Regions from separate parts of the Mus musculus genome. Here all the other regions are linked to region 2. The links are chromatin contacts, called in public HiChIP or PLAC-seq and Micro-C maps. All regions are on one chromosome and are shown on one strand. The core of a region is the stretch at or near the end of the contact, and the rest is flanking DNA. Distances in the headings are between cores, read along the strand shown. Region 1 has its middle 81 kb from the start of Gm33502. Region 2 has its middle 6.8 kb from the start of Gm26295. Region 3 overlaps Gm46565 (a long non-coding RNA gene).

Region 1 (4,524 bases), core at 413-2,912, 110 kb after region 2:
TTCTCGGACTTTGCCTTTCCTGTCATCAGTGCATGCACACAGCAGTGAGAATAAATTGCTAAACTATTTTAATGTAGAAATACCTACTAAAATTTTTAAATGGAACTGCTTTTTAATTCAGGAGAATTACATTGTAAAAAATATTTTAATCATATTTATCTATTTATGTGTATGTGTGTGCTCACACACATGTGCCAAGGTGTGTAGAGGAAGTCAGAGGACAATTTGCAGGAAATCAGTTGTCTTTTTCCACCGTGTGGGACCTGGGGATAGAAGTTGGGTTGCTGGGTTTGGCACAAGCTCCTTTACCCACCGAGCCATCTCACTGGCCCCCAAGGCATTGTTTTTGAGCATCTGTGTTCTGCTAAAAATAAATGTTAAAGTAAGTACAGAGGAGTGAACTTTTTTTTTTTTTTTAGGATTTTTAGTGTTTATTTCTCCTTTTTTTTTCCTCTTTTCTTTCTTCTTTTTTATTAGATATTTTCTTTATATACATTTCAAATGCTATCCCAAAAGTTCCCCCATACCCTCTGTCTTAGTCAGGGTTTCTATTCCTACACAAACATCATGACCAAGAAGCAAGTTGGGGAGGAAAGGGTTTATTCAGCTTACATTTCCACATTGCTGTTCATCACCAAAGGAAGTCAGGACTGGAACTCAAGCAGGTCAGGAAGCAGGAGCTGATGCAGAGGCCATGGAGGGATGTTCTTTACTGGCTTGCCTCACCTGGCTTGCTCAGCCTGCTCTCTTATAGAACCCAAGACTACCAGCCCAGAGATGGTCCCACCCACAAGGGGCCTTTCCCCCTTGATCACTAATTGAGAAAATGCCTTACAGTTGGATCTCATGGAGGCATTTCCTCAACTGAAGCTCCTTTCTCTGTGATAACTCCAGCTGTGTCAAGTTGACACAAAACTAGCCAGTACACCCTCCCTCTGCCCTGCTCCCCTACCCACCCACTCCCACTTCTTGGCCCTGGCATTCCCCTGTACTGTGGCATATAAAGTTTGCAATACCAATGGGCCTCTCTTTGCAGTGATGGCCGACTAGGCCATCTTTTGATGCATATGCAGCTAGAGTCAAGAGCTCCGGGGTACTGGTTAGTTCATATTGATGTTCCACCTATAGGGTTGCAGACCCCTTCAGCTCCTTAGGTGCTTTCTCTAGCTTCTCCATTGGGAGCCCTGTGTTCCATCTTATAGATGACTGTGAGCATCCACTTCTGTATTTGCCAGGCACTGGCATAGCCTCATACGAGACAGCTATAACAGGGTCCCTTCAGCAAAATCTTTCTGGCATATGCAATAGTGTCTGCGTTTGGTGGCTGATTATAGGATGAATCCCCTGGTGGGGCACAGGAGTGAATATTAAGAACAGCTACTGTGTCTCCTTTTCTTTCATATTAATAAAAGTTTGAAATAATTGAAATATCCATCAGTGAGAAACTGGTTGGCTAAATTATGGGAGCTCTGTATGCAGATTAAAATACAGTTGTGAGCAACACCGTTGAGGTAGACAGAGGCGCTTGCAGAATGGTGTGAAGTGAGTGTGGGTGTGGGGTGGCCACCCTTGAGCTTTTAGAGAGCGAGGGGGGCGCTACAGATGCACTTACTTGTTTGTGAAGACAAAAGGAACAGGCCTCAGGCACACACTCTGAGGAGCTCAGGAGTGTGGAACTGGAGAGAGGGGCAGGGAGCAGAAGGTGACCTTGCCAAGGCTGTAACTCCAGTCCCTGCAGCAGCCTTTTCCAGGCCTTCAGTCTGCTCTTCTGCCGCCACCACCTCTCTGCCTCCCATGGTTCAGTCTTCATATCCCCAACACAATAAGATCCAAACCCCTATCCTGCCATTTAATACTGCCGGGAGCTGGAGCAGCCAACATCTCTACCAAGCTCCGTGCGTAGAAAGTGTAGCCAGTTACATTCGATCCTCCTCCTTGCCCGGCTACTCTGCCGCCCGCCCTCCCTCTGCCTGAAACCCTGTTTGTTCTTCAGAACCTGGCCAAAGGCCTGAAGCTACTGTGGTTCTTCTGAGAAACAGGAGCTAAATGCTTGGACTGTGCAGAACAGATGCAGGGGCCTCAGCAGGTAGCGCCGTCGCAGCTTTCCCTCGAGGGGCGCAGCCTACAAATAACCCTGACCCAATTCGGTCTGGGACTCAAAATTCCAGGAGGGAGACCTCCAAACACCTTGCTCCTTGTTTTGCTCAGGAGATGTTATTTTTAAAACAAGTCTCATCTTTCCCAGTTCTGTATCAGCTAAGAAAAGACAAAGGAATAAGACAAACGGAGATAAAGATCTGTGGATCGGGGGATACACCTTTCTCTGCGGAACTTTTAAAGTAGAGACCTGATGGCTGGGCCAAGGGCACAAGATTCCTGGAGATCGGCCGTGGGGCCTCCAGTAGACAACCCACCCAACAGGAAATGAGAAGAACCACAAGGCCCAACCACTGTTTACTTTCCAATAACCAGGTGAACTTGCTCCTCCGTCCCTGGAGAGAGAAGCCAGAGGTGTCACTCTTCTCTACATGGGAGGATGTATGACCTTGCTCAGAAGGTTGGGCCCTGTCCCGAGAGGAGGGGGGGATCCTGTTGGGCAAGTTGGACGTCCACACCCCTGCAGATCTCCCTCCAGGGTACAGGTGTCCCCAGAAAGGCCACCAGTGTCAGCTTTACTGTTCAACCTGAGCCTGTGCCTTGCTCTACAGAACACCTCAACACTCTCTCATGTCCCTATCTGAGTGGGCAGGTAGACAGGACAATGATATAGACACAGGGCCCAGTAGACAAGAGTAAATGACCCAAGGTGACAGAGATGGCACAGTCATGACTCCCAGGGGCTACCTCTGAGCTCTTCCTTCCAACCCCTTCCTCCTGACCTGGAAGAGGCAGGCAGGAGTGAAGAAGAAAGAGTCTCTTGTGGGAGACTGAGTTCAGCTTCTTTGAGGTGAGAGGCTAGCCCTCAACCTGTGTCCCTAACCCTGAGTCCTTGTGGCCTATGCCTGTATCCCAGGCAGTGCCCCAGGATCCCGACTCTGTACTGCAAGGACAGGAGAGAGCAGCAGCTTGACCCACTATCTAGGGGCCTATACTAAGAGGAAAGTCATAGATACAGCCTTTTCCCCAGGTCTCTGAAAATGCCGCTGTAGTCATCTGAGCTCAAAGAGGGTTTCTGCTCCTCTAAAGGCAGGTGTCTTGACATAGGAGGCTGCCATCCAGAGCGCTGATTTTGTAGACCGAAAGACTTGGATTATAGGAGTTGCTGATTGGAGGGGAAAAGAAGCAGTAAAGCTGGGATGAGCACATAGAACAACATCAGGAAGGCGAGGAGGAAGCTGTGGGTGAGTTTTAAAGGCAGTTCCAACCCAAGGCTCTAGAGCAGTGGCTCTCAACCTTCCTGATACTGCGACCCTTTAATACAGTTCCTCACGCTATAGTAGCCCCCAACCGTAAAATTATTCTCAATGTTACTTCATAACTGTAGTTTTGCTGCTGTTATGAATCATAATGTAAATATCTGTGTTTTCCTGACAGTCTTAGGCTACCCTTGCTGCAAAGGTCTTGGGATACCCGCAAAGAGGTTACGGCCCAGAGATCGAGCCCTGCTGATGTCAAGTTTCCCTCCAGCGTTTTCATTTATTGATGGAGAACTTGGACAATTTGTTACCCGTTACTGACGAAGTCAGAGTGTACTCGTCTGTCAGCGTATTTTCTTAAACACAAACAACAAACAAAAACACATTTATTTATTTATTTATTTATTTATTTATTTATTTATATGTGTGCATGTAAGTACATAAGCTCATGTGTGTGTCATATATAGCACACATGTGGAAGCCAGAGGACAGCTGGTTGGAACTGGTTCTCGTCTACCATGTGGGTTCTGGGAATGAAATTTCAGTTGTCAGGCTTGGCAACAGACACTTTTACCCTCTCAGCGACCTCACTGGCCCTCCCCAAGTACTCTGACTGCATCCCTTTACAGAGCTTTATAGCCCCCGTTCTCACTGTATCCTGAATAAATCTATATAATGAAGTACCCGAGCTAAGGGTCACACACGACACAGGACAGACACCAGGCCCTTACCCTTCCTGGGTTCCTGGCTCCTTTTCCAAATTCTCATACCAAAGGAAGAGATCGCCAACTCTTTACAGGTTCTCTCTGTTCAGAAACAGCATAGACTGGTCACAGTTTACCCAGGAAGGGCAGGAGGCTCTAATGCTCCCAGGGACCTTGCCTAGACTTGCAAACAAAGGGGAAGTACCTACAATAAAATGTTAGGTGCAACCAAGGGACCCGACCACACACCCAGTGACCTCCTAATAAGGAGGAAAGCATCCCCAGGGCTCTGAGAAGTCAGCAAAGCCACTCTGGGAGCCAAGGACCTCTCTGGGGTCCACTCTCTCCACTCTCTAGGCCTCAGTTTCTCAGTAGAATTGCTGGAGTTGAAAGACAATGTTTTATAGTTGGAAATATTCATGCACAGATGTCATCCCAGCTTCTCAAGATCTGCCTGCCTGTGG
Region 2 (4,394 bases), core at 405-2,904:
ACTCACTAGGGGCACCGGGAAAGCCTATCAGCTCCACCATTTATCAACATTTTAGGCACTGAGAATCTTCAAGATCCCCTCTGCTGGCATTGTCTAGAATTCGCCCCTCTGCTAGGATGAAATGAGTCAATTCAAGCTTGATTAGATTATATAAAGGCAGGTTGATTGGGAAGCCACTCTCTGATCCCAAGGAACAAGGCCAGATAAGTTGCCATGAGGAGGGAGACAGAGGGGAGGGAGAAGAGGAAGCAGAGAGAGAAAAAGAGGGTCAGGAGGGCTGGGACTACCAACATTTCAGTGTTATAGAGGGAAGAACTTCTGGAGGCGGGGAAGGAAGCTCCACTCCTCAGCTGGAAAGTTCAGGGTAGAGGGCTGGGTATGCCAGGTAGGGACTGAGGGATTCTGGGAGAACCTGAGGGCCAGGTCCACTTTGATAAGTTAAATATGCACCACACCTGTTTGTCCCAGTTTTGAATGCCAACACCATCATCTTCCCTAGAGAGCAGACCAATATTTATTCTGCCCTTCTTGCAGACATCTATTCACTCGTGGTAAACATTGTACCATGCTAAGAGGAGCATAAGATGAGATGAGTCCCAAACCCACACATGGGATGACATTCTCAGAATGGGCCTCTGCTGGGAACTTGAGCCTGGTACCAGAAAATCTCCTTCCTGGGGGAAATGGCCTTCACTCGCCTTGCCTTTCGCTGAGTCAGTGTTTACAGTAGATCTAGCCTCCGTCTGCCATCAGCTTGAGCCCTTTCCGCAGCCTTCCCAGCAAAAGGCACCAGGAGTGTACCAGACATATGCCAAGGTCGGGAATTTCAACGCTGTCTAAGGCACCCTGGTAAATGGCTTATTATGGAGACGGGGCTTCTTCTCTGCTCCTGGGTGCTCTGGATCTGCACAGTGAGTCTGCTGGGGCATTTTCCTATAGCAGATCTGCAGAGATTGATTGTCCCTTTCATTCATTGTGCCCACCATACAAGTCCCTGGATTCACCCACCCTGATCTCCACCCAAAGTCATGCGCTCTCCACAACTCTCCACACGTGCCTTTTCCAGAACTCTGCTTCTCAGCTCACTGACCGTGTGCCACTGGATAGCAAAGCATATTAAAACCCAGCCTGACTAGATCCCATTAATCAACTACGCGTGGGAGGGAGCGGGAGAGATTCCTGGCAGGGACCTGGTCCTCTCTCTGTTAATGACTTCAGAGAACTAAATATATTTTGGAATAGCTAGAGATGAGCTTGAAATGCACTAAAAGTTGTTTTCCAGAAGCCTTAAATGTGTCTCTTCTCTTTGTGTTGGCATTTTTAAAGCATTCTCCAAATGTCATTGCTGGAATAAATAAATGAATAAACAAACAAAACGCCATGAAACACACTTGAAAGTTGTAGCAGGCAGTAAAGCTATGACATCTGCTTCATTGATTAGAATTTGCACGGAAAGATAGCTGCGAGCAGCGTGTGAAAGCTTTTACTTTGCCTTTGGTTTCTCCTTGTGTCTCACTTCGAATAATTTCCACTCACATCCTTCTGTCCCTGGGGCCTTCAAGCCTGGTAAATAAGCAGACCCCAGGGATCTCCAAGGAGCCAGCAACATCCGGGAAACCGGAGCCGGGAGGCTCTGCGCAACCCTCCCCCACACACCACTTTCCAGGAAGGAGTGGCTGAGCCAGAACAATGACTTTGGCATGCAACTAGTCCTGGGTCAACTTTCCCCCACTCTTTTCCTCTTTCCTCCTGCCCCGTGACCTCGTGACTTCGGGCAGGGAGAAGGCTCCCCGTTAGCCCCTGACTCCGGAATGCTGCACTGATCGACCATGCTTTTGTCCTGTGCCTCAGGACTCCACGCAGAGCTGAGCTGGGTAGAGCTTCCTCTCCAACTCGGAGAAGAATGTCAGTCAGGAAGCTCAGCTATCCAGAGAATGTGAAATAACAATATTTTAATGGAATCTTTTTCTTTTCTTCACCTCATCTAATGCAGAACTGGTAGTCTGTCTATCTGTAAATTACGCCATTTTCACAACTGGAGAGATTTTCTGATTGTGACTCAATAAATCCTTGGTGCTTTTTTTTCCCTCCTACCACAGAGAGGCATTGCTGTGGTGCTCTGGTCTGCAGGTGCTGTGCAAGAGCTGGGGTGCTCTTATACAGGCTGTGTTGCTAACAGAGGGAGCATCCTTGAGACGTTTTCCTGCAATGATGCCGGTGAGCCATGCCATGGCTAAGAATCGCCCAGGGAGTTGATGGTACTTTCTAAGACTTGGGGCCCAGTCTTGGAATGGTAGCTTAATGTTTGACAGTTTAAACTGGAGTAGCTCCAGAGCTCTTTGTTGGCTCCAACACATGGATAAGGTTTTCTAGAACATTTACTCCATCCCATCCCCCAATTAAAAAAAAAATTTTTTTTTAATTTTGTTTGTATAATTTGGTCTGCATGTTTGTCTGTGCACCCCGTGTGTGCCTGATGCCCACAGAGGTCTGAAGTTGATGTCAGATCCTCTGGAACTGGGATTCCAAGTGGTTGAGGTTGCCATGTGGGTTTTGGGATCAACCTGGGTCCTCTGGAAGAGCAGCTGAGCCATTTCTGCAGCCCTTCTAGATTAATTGTGAGACTCCATGACAGGCTTCAAACTGCAAGTCTAGAGAGTCTAGGTCTAACAACTGGGCAAGTCCAGGCAAGCCCAGGTAAGCCAGTTACTAGAAAAAAGCCCCAGACTTGAGGCAGCTAGTCAGAAACTGCCCTGCCATTAGAAGCTGCCCGGCCACCTGGACAGAAGCAAGGACAACGGGTCAGCAAGTTTCCAGACTTCCTCAGCAACAGTTTCCAGCCCCCCCCCCCCCCCCCCCGCAACACCCTAGTTTTGAAATGCCCCTGGAGACTACCTACCCTGGAATCCACTAACGTTCTTTAAATCTGGCCTGCAAGCTCACTTGGTTGTCTCTCTATCTTGGTAATGGAAGACCCCAGCATGCTGGACTTTAGCAGAATAAAACACTCTTTGCGTTTGCATACTGTTTGAGTCTGAGGTATCATTCTTCTGTGAATCATAGACCCTTACCATTCTTCCTATGGTCAATGCCAAACTCGGTGAGAGCAATAAAAAAGATACTGTATTCTTTATGAAATAGCATTTTGATGTTTGAGCCGAGCATCATTAGAATCCAACAATTCGGCATTATCTGGGATTGACTGCTGAATACATTCTCGTCTGTGTTGAAATAACTGCAGTTTTTGTGTTACAATGAAGATTATAAACAATTAAAATAATGAAGTCAAAGTCAAGGGCACAATTCACATCCCTAGGCTCTGAACACTTCCCTATTTAAAAACTGGAAGGAAAACAAAGACAAAATTCTGTATTAACATCCCTGGCTTTCCCAGATGAAATAGGCCTGTCCAGGTATACTTTAAAATCCAAGATTTCAATTAAAACAGCTCTCCTGGCAAGAAGACCTTATAAAAAAATCTCGTCGAATCAGGGGAATTCAGAATCCTTCTTTTGGTTCACTTTATGAAAATGAGAAGTCTTGAGGCCAGACTGGTTTTTCTTAAAATGGAAGTGTGTCTTTAGCACAGTATTTGACACTACTGTTTTCTGTTGGGGAGGGGGGTGGGTAGCAGAAAAGAAAAAGTGCTTAGAAGGAAGAAGCCCAGATTCTAGGGCGAGCTGGATCATCTTGGACTTCACATTCTGATCTCCTTCATCTTGCTTCCTGGCCACCTGGGAGGAAAGCAGATCACAGAGGGGCAGGGCTGGAAGGAGAGACAGGAGGGAAGCGTTGAGCACCTGTCCTTGAGCTGAGCAAGTAGGATGAGTGATTTCCAGATGCCCCAGTTGAGGGACAGGTTTGCTTGCCTGAGGTGGGAAGTCCTGAGCGAAACAGGACTTCCGAGTTCCTGAAGAAGAAGGAGAGTTCCTGTGAACTTGGAAGTCTTGTTTCCCTCAGGACTTCCCACCATATTTGTCCGAGAATTCTCCAGTTTTCCTGACCTGAAAAAATTTGGTGTAGACGAGGAGAAGAAGGAAGGAAACCACCAGGGGCCAACTTTGAAGACCCTGATGTCTCCCCCACACTAACCAGTGAGAGTTAAGGACATGCTAGGTGCAGGACAAGATCACTTCTCTAAGCTGGCAAGCAAGCCTGCTGGGTGGGGTGGGGGACAGAGATGGGGAGCATCTCCTTGGGGTTCCTTCCTGCCAGCTGGCCTGGTACCCAGTCATCTCATCCCAGCCCACCAGAGAGCTACCAATAATGCAAATCTTCAAAGCAAGCAGTCAGGGTTGCTTTCCAGCTCCTTGACCTCTCTGAGTTTGACAGCTCCTTCCCAGAGATAGGGCAGTGGGCTGGGGGGAGGGAGATACTTGTGTTTGCTTTGGAAA
Region 3 (4,534 bases), core at 217-2,716, 120 kb before region 2:
GAAGGGGGTGCCCAGGCAGTCAAAAGGAACTGAAGGCTGGAGAGGGAGGGGGAGGAGGCTGGGCATGGCAGTCCTGGAGGAGAACAGAACTGGCAAAGTTTAGTGATGAGTTCAACCCTGCAAAACCTTCGGTGACAGACTTTAAGGATATGGGTTGACCTAGCCAGATGGTAAGAGAAAGCTAAGCAAACCAAAATCATTAACTCTAGTGAAATAAAAATAAAAGATGTTCGCTATGAGTGAAAGATATTAACATAATCATATCAATAAAATGCTATTATAGATTTTTTTAGTTAATTTTTAAAAAATTAATGGCTTAGTGGATAAAGGCCTTTGACACCAAGGTCGATGACCTGTGTGCTATCCCCAGGACCTACATGGTGGATGTAGAGAACCAACATTGGCAAGTTGTCCTCTGTTCTCTGCATGTATACAATGGCACATACACACATCTACACACATTCACACATGCACAACACACATACATGTACATACACATGTGCACATACACAAACACAAATAAATGAATAATTAAAATATCTTATTTTCTATAGTAGTTAATTAATAGATAATATAAATTCCTTATTAAGGGGCTAGAGAAAAGGCTCAGAGGCTAAGTATGTACCACTCTTGAAGAGGACCTGAATTCTGTTCCAACACTCACATCCAGCGGATCACAACTGCCTGGAACCCCAGCTCCAGGGGAACTGATACCCTCTACTGGCTAATCTGAGTATTGCAACTATTCCTTCTCTTCCCCCTCTTTCCACCTCCCCCTCCCTTCCCCCCTCTCTCCCACTCTTCCTCCTGCCTCGCTCTTTGACTTAAATAAAACTATTTACACTAAATATTTAGATAAAAGAAGTCACTGGTATTTAAAGTTTCAGGACTGATTAACGTTCCTAACCAGAGAGTGTAAATAATAATATAATAATAATAATAATAATAATAATAATAATAATAATAATAATAATAATAATAATGAGAAGAAGGAGGAGGAGGAGGAGGAGGAGGAGGAGGAGAAGGAGAAGGAGAAGGAGAAGGAGAAGGAGAAGGAGAAGGAGAAGGAGAAGGAGAAGGAGAAGGAGAAGGAGAAGAAGAAGAAGAAGAAGAAGAAGAAGAAGAAGAAGAAGAAGAAGAAGAAGAAGAAGAAGAAGCAGCAGCAGCAACAGCAGTCCCCAGGGCCCTGGGCCTCCCAACACATAGATCTGCTGATCTGAGGATGAGACCCTTGTAGAGGATGTGAGAGGAACGTACCCAGGCTAAGACTTTCTAAGGAGGCAGCAAACATCTGCTAACACGAACTGCTGAATTAGGAGCCTTGGGTCAGTGGCCTTGGCTCTTAACATCTGACAGCTGGAATGTGCTGGTTAACCCATCCTCAGAGGAGTTTACAATGTAGGATTTCTGCCCATGCCCGGCCAATGTGTGACTTACAAAAACATCTGCTTTGGAAATCCCCAGTTTAAACAACAAAACAAAACAAAAGCCCTCCCCCGGCATCTGCAGTATTCTTGGTCCTGCTGATTCAATGCACAGGAACTGCAAGTCTTTGTTTCCAGGATAGATGCTATTTCCTCTGACCTCTGTGCTGACCTTTAGTTAACAGAAACAAAAGAGGGGTTCAGTAGAGCCCAGAGGACTGTGGTTTAAGCAGGAGGGAGGGCTGGGCTAATACTGTGGACTCTGCAAAAGTACTAAAATTGAAATTATTTGGGGACCATGAATGCAATAGGATTTTAATCTGTACCCTTTAGACATAGCTTGCCAGCCTGACCTTTCTGCGCAGAGTGGATTTACTGTGGGTGACTGTCACTGTATTACTGTGGCCTTTCAACTCCTGCCCCCAGTGGAGAAGAGCCTTCCCGTGTGTGGCCCCGGGTGTTCTCTTGTCAGGGACAAATGTGTCTTTCCCAGGGATTTTGTCGTCTCTTTATTAAATACGACATCATTAAAAATTAAATTGCACAAATCTTCAATTAAGTCTCTTCACATCTTTTCCATATGTTGTGCTGGGGCTTGCATCCTAGGCAACTGTTCTGCACGGAGCCGCTTCCTCAGACCTTGCCCTCAGTTCAACTTTGAAGCAAAGGTAATATTGGAAACTTACCCATGTGTAGATATTTACTGTAGCTTGTGCTTACTGCTTGAGGTTAGATTTATGTCCACGTGGTGGCGGTACAGTTGGGGCCAGATGTTTCCAGGTTCTTGGTGTCTTGTTGAAAGAACTGAAAACACTCATGCACGCACCATGAATAGTAAGTAGCAAGCAGAATTTTTGTGCAGAAGCAATGTATAGGCCACATACCCCAGGAGAGAGTGGGCTCTGAGCGAGTACTCGCCAGCACTACGTGACCATTTGGGGATTTCTTTTATTGGTCTACGAAGAGGAGGAAGAGTTAGTTGCTAAGGGGCAAGGGACAAGGGACAAGGGACAAGGGACAGGTAGTTTCCTGGTTTGATTGACAGGCTTGAGTTATGTAAGCCTTTGTTTACTGTAAATGTCCTTTCCCACAATGCGTCTGTTTTTAATCATTTGCACATCCAATTATGCATAGACATTAGGTGATAAATAAGATTTTTCACCTAAAAGTTTATTTTAAGAACACAGTTTTCTTCCCATTCACTCTGCCTAATTCTCAGTCAGACATTGTAGACCACAAAGTGGAAGTGACTAACAGTGCCAGGGACCCATCGCTTTGAGGAACCAGATTGCCTTGGGAGAGGGGTATGCATGCAGCTTATCCAAGGTTGCTAAGTGATTTGCTGGGAAAACAATGTGTATTGCTTAAGTCAAATGGAGTCTGATTTGCTAAGCTATCCCTGCGTGTGCCAACCTCAGTGGAAATACTATGTGAGCATATGGTAGACTACCCAGCCTCTTTACCCAGTCCCACATCGGTGACACCAGGTTGGTAATTTGAAATTTGGGGACATTTACACCACAGAAAACTGACAAGTGCCACAAGCTGGACAGCTTTGTGTTTCAGAGAGAGTAACTTAGTCTGTATGAGGCATCTAATGCTTATACAAGTCTTTGCATGTTTCTTGTCCATATATAGATAGATGTGTGTGTGGGTGGGTGGGTACATGAATGGATCAATGGATGGATGGATGGATGGATGGATGGATGGATGGATGGATGGATACATGGATGGATGGGTACATGGATGGATGGATGGATGGATGGATGGATGGATGGATGGCTTGGTGGATGGATGAGTAGATGGATGGATGAATGGCAACTTCACTTTCTGACAGTACCTAGAGCCTAAAGACCAAGTTCTCAGGCTATGAAACTACAGAGCATGAGTGGTGCACAATTCTAGCCTGGCCCTGCCCTGTGTTTGGCTGAAAGGCCTATTGATGTGCTGAATTGTCAGCATGGAAAGTAGGCAGCTTGCACTGAGAAGCTGGCCATTTCCTTCCTCCATGGTTCTAGGACAATAAAGCATTTCCTACAGCGGGTGGATGCCTTCTTCGCCATGTCTGCAAGTGGTACAGGCTGTGAGCAGACAGGACTGCACCCTCAACACTACTCATATTCACAGAGCTTTGTGGGCAGCTAGGCTGGGGGTGGGGTGGGGGAGTCAAGCATAGCTCAGGCCAGAAGCTCTCTAAAAGGAGGTACAAATGGTGACAGCAGATATGACCATTAACTCAGCAGTCTCCGCCCTGGCTGCGGTAGCAGCTGTTGGGAAGCCCCTAGCACCCATGTCTGAGCCCTGTGAAGTGGAGAAGATTCTAACCTCAGCTCAGCGTTCAGTGCTCTGCATGACCTGGCACACATTACTTCACTGCTCTTAACTTAAATTTCATATCTATAAGTAATGGGATGAGTCAGAGTTATTTTATGGGGGGGGGGGTAGAATCTTATGATCTAAAAGATTTCTTGGAAGGATGGTTAAGAATTATGCTCACACTGGAGCCTGCTCTTGAACACTCTGAAAGTTCCATAGTGCATTAAAGGACCTGATCAGTCCTGTAGAGAAGATCCATGTTCCTCCTCCTCCTCCCCTCCCCCTCCTCCTCTCCCTCCTCCCTCTCCTCCTCCTTCCTTCTCCTCTTCTTCCTCATCTCCCTCCTGCCCCTCCTCTCCCTTCTCCTCTTCCCCTTCTTCCCCCTCTTCCCCTTGTCCTCCTTCCCCCCCCCTCCACTATGTTCTCCTCCCTCTTTACCTAGCACACTCAAAATCCTTTGACTACAGAGCTTTTTAGGAGAGCTGCTTCTCAGAAATGGAGCCCTCATCCACTTAATCATCCACTCTGATTTTTATGGGCTACAAGGGTGTCCTGAGTACATGATGTTAGAGACACTGTCACCCCAGTCATTCTACAGTTGGAGTGCCCTCCAGTGTGGTCCTGGGATATGATGGCATGGCTGATACACAGGAGACCTGCCGTTGGCTACCAGGAAATGAAGCCTTGCTCTGGACAGTCTCCCGGTGCCTTCCAGTATCCAGAAAGGCTGGGACCAGAGTCCTGACATCCAGTAGCACGGTGTGATGGAGTCTAAATGTTCATCATGGCTCACG

Evidence for each region. Hi-C and Micro-C count contacts between places; a contact is called where the count stands out from the background. HiChIP or PLAC-seq counts read pairs in DNA pulled down with a chosen protein or histone mark.
Region 1: an H3K27ac HiChIP or PLAC-seq map of embryonic stem cells shows a contact between it and region 2, with 24 read pairs. The contact joins two enhancer-like sites. A contact is called at or near these places in 3 of 39 promoter capture datasets (the 3T3-L1 cell line, 3T3-L1-derived adipocytes and the C10 cell line), 2 of 15 datasets of contacts at CTCF or cohesin (both in the NIH/3T3 cell line), 2 of 484 Hi-C or Micro-C datasets (bone marrow-derived macrophages and nephron progenitors), 4 of 115 datasets of contacts at active chromatin or transcription factors (T-cell acute lymphoblastic leukemia and embryonic stem cells) and 1 of 9 other capture datasets (embryonic stem cells).
Region 3: a contact with region 2 is called in a Micro-C map of embryonic stem cells, with 4 times the contacts expected there. The contact joins two enhancer-like sites. A contact is called at or near these places in 7 of 39 promoter capture datasets (the 3T3-L1 cell line, 3T3-L1-derived adipocytes, the C10 cell line and 4 more), 9 of 484 Hi-C or Micro-C datasets (embryonic fibroblasts, embryonic stem cells, nephron progenitors and 1 more), 8 of 115 datasets of contacts at active chromatin or transcription factors (cardiomyocytes, embryonic fibroblasts, embryonic stem cells and 2 more) and 1 of 9 other capture datasets (embryonic stem cells).

Annotation. Positions count from the first base shown.
Region 1 is chr16:30,709,924-30,714,447 of GRCm38.p6, reverse strand. No RefSeq gene overlaps it. Among named protein-coding and RNA genes, the nearest start is that of Gm33502, 81 kb to the left of the region's middle. Within about 2 kb of position 1,662, at least 2 of the 459 cell types and tissues checked have an H3K27ac peak or open chromatin away from gene starts, as enhancers often do. A contact at or near this core is called in embryonic stem cells, where this site is marked.
Region 2 is chr16:30,818,746-30,823,139 of GRCm38.p6, reverse strand. No RefSeq gene overlaps it. Among named protein-coding and RNA genes, the nearest start is that of Gm26295, 6.8 kb to the right of the region's middle. Within about 2 kb of position 1,654, at least 149 of the 459 cell types and tissues checked have an H3K27ac peak or open chromatin away from gene starts, as enhancers often do. A contact at or near this core is called in embryonic stem cells, where this site is marked.
Region 3 is chr16:30,937,058-30,941,591 of GRCm38.p6, reverse strand. All of the region lies in intron 1 of Gm46565 (a long non-coding RNA gene), which reads left to right. Among named protein-coding and RNA genes, the nearest start is that of Gm46565, 13 kb to the left of the region's middle. Within about 2 kb of position 1,466, at least 30 of the 459 cell types and tissues checked have an H3K27ac peak or open chromatin away from gene starts, as enhancers often do. A contact at or near this core is called in embryonic stem cells, where this site is marked.